Linked DNA regions of Zea mays: region 2 is linked to region 1. The links are chromatin contacts, called in public Hi-C maps. All regions are on one chromosome and are shown on one strand. Each heading gives the region's core, a stretch centred on a gene start, on an enhancer-like site or on the middle of the called end of the contact. The rest is flanking DNA. Distances are from core to core; before and after follow the strand shown.

The links. A called contact is a pair of places that touch in the nucleus more often than the background predicts.
Region 2: a contact with region 1 is called in a Hi-C map of bundle sheath, with 5 times the contacts expected there. The contact joins the promoter of LOC109941485 here to the enhancer-like site in region 1. A contact is called at or near these places in 12 of 25 Hi-C or Micro-C datasets (bundle sheath, ear, endosperm and 3 more).

The regions. Positions count from the first base shown.
Region 1 is chr8:11,080,258-11,082,957 of Zm-B73-REFERENCE-NAM-5.0, forward strand. It overlaps LOC103634777 (ARM repeat superfamily protein), which reads left to right. Exons shown (of 20, transcript XM_008657364.3): 19 at 161-307; 20 at 550-1,036. The coding sequence ends at 699. Among protein-coding and RNA genes, the nearest start is that of LOC103634777, 22 kb to the left of the region's middle. Within about 2 kb of position 1,409, at least 15 of the 20 cell types and tissues checked have an H3K27ac peak or open chromatin away from gene starts, as enhancers often do. A contact at or near this core is called in bundle sheath, ear, leaf and 1 more, where this site is marked.
Region 2 is chr8:11,166,429-11,169,128 of Zm-B73-REFERENCE-NAM-5.0, forward strand. LOC109941485 reads right to left here and starts at 1,409. Exons shown (of 1, transcript NM_001364504.1): 1 at 705-1,409. The coding sequence starts at 1,303. The coding sequence ends at 833. It overlaps LOC100285631 (ABC-2 type transporter family protein), which reads right to left. Exons shown (of 12, transcript NM_001158522.2): 12 at 1,380-1,761.

The DNA of each region.
Region 1 (2,700 bases), core at 159-2,658:
AAAAAGGATATCTCCGTGCAGTTCATTTTTTTTCTCGAAAAACGCAGGAGTGTTTGACACTTGTTAGAGCATAATTTCATTACTCTCATACGGTGGTAACACGAAAAACCTTTTTAATATAAGTTGATAAGTCCTGAGAAGAGTTATAATTTGTGTATAGGTTTTGGAAACATCTCAGCATGTTGGAAGGTCGTCAGTGTCAACAAACCAGGATCTGCCTTTCAAGGACGTAGCCAACCAATGTGAAGCACTTCTGATTGGGAAGCAGCAAAAGCTATCTGCGTGCATGAGTGTCTGTGAAAAAGAGGTTAGAGATCCTTAGCACCTTGAACTGTCCACAGTTAAACAGCTGCCAATAAGAACAGTATTCATTGGCGGTTGGACGTTATATGAACTGAGTACATTTTTGCCACTTATTTTTATTTTGCATTTCCTTTAAAAAGTTGCGGTTTCAATATTTTATCTGACAGGTGAATTTAAAATGAGATATTGAGATTCAACCCAGGTGGAACTAAATGTGCATGTGCTCACAAGGTTCTTAACTTTCAGGCTGGTGAATCTTCCGTCGAGCAGTCATCTCGGCAGGATCCTCAAGCAGATACGTTTCTCTGCACAGCTGATGAACAATGGCACCCCAATTCCTGTAAGCTGCCAGCGCTGTGTCCCTACGACCGGTTCCTTGCAACGTCTGGGTGCTAAGATGATCTCTTCTGCGATGTGGATCTCTATAACCAAGAACGTGTTCAGTGGACGCCTAAAAATTGGTGGTTCCAGAGCTCATGCATGCTAAAATATGTGCTGTCGTGTGTGAGTGCCAGATGACATGATTTCCCTGTTTTGTAAATGGTTCTCGTCTACCATGCATGGGAAATATAGGGGGTGCATCATTGAGTTTATTTCATTGCTTTTGACAGAACCATTCTATCTCTCTCTCATGCTTTGTACTAATTATTAGCAAACGACGGATGATGAGGGGCAGAGAATCAACCCATTTTATTTCTCAAAATATAAACAAAAAAGAGTGAAAAATGATGAATCGCTTCAGGGCCTGCCTGCAGGTGCGTTTTCAATCCTAAACCCGGTGTAATGAAGGTTTCATGGACCGAACTGAAAAATAGTCTTTACAAGCCTGAAGACCTCGTTATGTCTCACCAGGGATGAAAACGAGTGGGAGAATTTTTTGCTTCGTCTGGTACCGTATTTTATTTTTATCGAGACCCTTTTCGTATTTACGGGGAAACAAGAATGAGATATAAACGGAAACATGAATGGGATATAAACGAAATGATATATTACGGGAACAGAAACGGAAACGGAAACGTTGTCGACGACGGGACTCGCACCGGTCGGTCGACGTCAATCAATCGCTCTCACTAGCTTTCCTGCGCACATGCATCCATGGAGCTGTGCCCGCGATATCATTCATGCGTACGCAAACGCGTTCTCGTCTCACGCGCACTCGCGCCGGCAAGTGCAAATGGAGCCGAAACCGCAGAGTGAACGGCCGGCTCGATCGATCTCTCGCAGCCCAAATGCTTGCTCCCTAAGCTACCACAGGTCATTACGGTCGGTTCGTTTCTCTCTCTTTCTTTAAGGAACATCACTTAATTTTACTCATTGTCACATGGAATGTTTTGGATACAAGTTAAAAATATTAAAAATATTTAATTATAGAACTAATTATGTAGATTAGAGCTAAACAATAAGGCGGACCTATCAAATCTAATTAGTCAACGATTCGCTCATATGATGCTACGTAAACATTTACTAATTATAGATTAATTACGCTTAATAAACTATCCTCTATCTATGTAATTAGTATTATAATTAGACTATTTAATACTGATAACATACACATGTAATGCATGCTACAAGCATTTTTTTAATGATGTGGCAGGAGAGTTAAGAGGAAAGAGAAGAAAATTGTATATTGAGGGAAAGAAACTACTTGGGCACAAGATCACATACATTGAAATTTTAAATTTTTAACCATTCAAGTGCCCCCCACACTCTCACATATGCTACCATTTAATACTCTATAGCTGATTAAAAATAATAATCTATAATACTATACATCGGGATAGTTGTATTTTATGTAATTTCATATGGCATGTAATCTTTGGATATTGTGAGAAGATAAAAGTAGATTGAGAATAGCCTTAAAAGACTTGATCCAAATAATATTATGCTTCGTCTTAATTAAAACAGATCTGAAGATTAAATTGTTTTAGTATGACCTTTCTATTGGATTTAATAATGGACTTAATCTCTGTTAATTCAATTCAATCAAATAAATACGTACTAAGGTCCATAATGTTACATATGCATTCTAGTTTTTGTTCTGATTGAGATTTTAAATATATAATGACTCAACTAGCTGGATGCCCGTGCGTTGCAACGGGAATATATAATACCAGTATACTACGATAACTTATATACAAAATCTGTGTTATATTGTTATGAGAAAATGTTTCATAATTAATTTGTGATCCTAGCCATACATAAATTTTGTTATTTTAATCTAGTTATTTCACCACTACATTGCAACCATCAGTATCATGCAGACTTTGATATATGCCACGATTTGTATGGTCTCATCATTGGAGAGCACGTTCCACACATGCCGGAAAAATTCCCTCGTACATCGTTAGTCATCAGACACGCACCACCATATGCTCTTGCTTAAACAAAAAGGTAAGT
Region 2 (2,700 bases), core at 159-2,658, 86 kb after region 1:
CACCCATCATGGATATAGGATTTCTCCCATACCCATCTTCATTCGGATATCGGATTCTCATTAAGTCCACACCACCGATGAAGAAAAGCATGATCATATTATATTTTATATGACCTTAACACACACGACACCCAACAACAATATATCAAAAAAAACTGAAATCTAACAAAAAAAACATGTTTGACCATGCAAAACAACAAAAACAAAGTGATATGTGGACGGGTAGGCGGGGTGGCTATTCTCCTGGATTGGATGGATGCTTAAAAGGGTTGAGAGAGTTAGTGTTGGTTGTTAGACTTATTGCCTATTGGGGTGCATATATAATTTTACTAAATGAATATTACTCATGAGTAATTGGTTTTGAGTTCTGCTTTTTGATACCCGTATATTCAATGAGGAAAGAATTTCTCCAAAATCTATATCTATAGGATTAAAATCTTCTTATACCTTATCCCTAAGAGCTGATTTGGTGGACAAGGAATTGGAGGGGATCCATGTGGGAGGAATCCCCTTCCTATTCAAATTTGAATACGGAGGGGGATTACTTCCCCATGGATCCCCTCCAATTCTATGTCCACCAAACCAGCCCTAATAGAGGAATTCCGCATGGTTATCGGGTACTGACACCTCTACTTGGGTGGATGGGTTAGCGGTTTGCTTAGTGTTGAAATTTTTTGAGCATTTCAAAATAAACTGTTACTATCTGTCAAGGCTAAAGAATCTTTAGATCAATCCAGCTGCAACTACAAGCCTCCAATACTATTCACGCGGCAGACTGCCTCAAGGTTACAAATGAAAAGAAAAAAGGAGACCAAAAGATGGTCCGACTGGATCAAGAAATGTGATGGACGGACTGCAGGACGGCCTCGGCCACCATCGCCAGATGGTGTAGCGCGGCGACGGTGGACACGGGGACGCTGGCCAGCACCAGGGCGGCGACGGCGATGGCGACGCCGGGCCTGGTGCCCATGAGCAGCAGCTGCAGCGCGCCGACGAGGCTAGACACGTCGGAGACGTAGGCGGGGTAGTACCGCTTCTCCCACGGCGCCCACTCGGCGGGCGCCTCGTAGTTGGTCTCCACCATCCACGCCTCCCGGATCCGCCGCCGCAGCACGGGCATGCCCTCGTCCACCAGCGCGCCTCCGTACTGGTCCCGGCCGCCGCTCGCGTCCCGGCGTAGCGCGGCGCATCGCGTTGCCGCCGACAGCGGCAAACTCCTCGGTAGCGCCAGCCCCAGCCCGTGGCACGCCCCGTGCCGGAGCGCGGCCGGCGTTGCTGGACGGGAGAGGGAAGAAGCAGCCATGGGATCGGCTCAGGGGCTGATCTTCGTATCTCAGGCAAGAAAGAGAACACTGCACGACCACACTGGAGATCGAGGGAAAGGGAAGACGAATCCAATAGAGGCTGATGAGAATTTTGAGCCGAAATGGGCACGCGTTTATAGGCACTACACCCGTGATTAAGAAACTAGTACTACTGGCACGTACAGAGAGAAAACCATAAGAAACTAGTACTACTGGCACTCTGCCAGTGGTCGTACTTTGGACGGCGATTTGGAGATAGTTTATTTGCAGCGGCATGGCCACAGCCCACAGCCCCAGGCAATCATTGAGCTGACTTCACAACTAGTAGGATCTAAAAAATAAAAAAGAAAACTTCTGGGCGGCGGATCGTATACTGCCTCGGCTCGTCCATAATGCTGGGGTCTCCCATAACCAGATATTATGCAGAAAACGCGGCCTCGCTTTGACTCCAGATATACTGCAAAGAGAACCAGATCAACAATGGGTGAGTAGACAAATCAGATGGTAATTGGTAAAGTGGCTAAATCTTTTTACAATTTAGCTCATATAACTGAATCTAAATACCCATCTAAACAAACAACAGAAATTAAGATGGGTTTTCAGTTACCATTGTGAGCCAGCCAGCCATGTAACGAAACGATGTGCAACGAGCATCAGCTCAAACTAGGGCAACGAAGTGAGACGCGATTTTAACATTCATAGATAACAAGTGTTAATCTCGGTGGATCATATAGACTGCAGAGTTACCCAAATTGTTGGGCGACACAGATCCTAAGTCATTTCTTGACGGCAGCAACAAACTATGGACTTGTTTGGTTCAGCTTTTTTCTGACCAGCTTTTCCAAGAATCTAGCTGTAAGGAGAATCTGGCTGTATAGAGAATCTGAGTATCATTAGGATTACGTGCGGAGGAAGATAAAGTTGTCCGTGGGGCTCAGGATCTATAAAGTGACGGATTACTACTATTGCGACGACTCAACCGATTATATATTTATGTTGACTTTGAATGGTTTTTACCCAAACGAATTTTATAGAAACTGACTGAAAAGCTGAGTGTTTGGCAGTCCGCAGCAGCTTTTGGTGGCCAGAAGCTGCGAAAAGCCGAAACAAACAGGGGCTATAGGGAATAACCAGACACTGAAATAACTATAAACTATAGGGAATAACCAGATACTGTAATAACTATATCATGGCAGAACTGTCATCATGAGACTGGGAGTTCATATTCCATTAACTCTAACCAGGGCCCAGGGCAAGTTTTATTGGCGATAATTTTCCCATGAGAAAAACTTAGTGAAGGAAACGATAACGAACAGAAAGGTATAGAAGTAATGGAGATTCAATATAGTACATTGATTGCGTTGCTAATTGCAATATGTTCCCCCCACATAAAGCC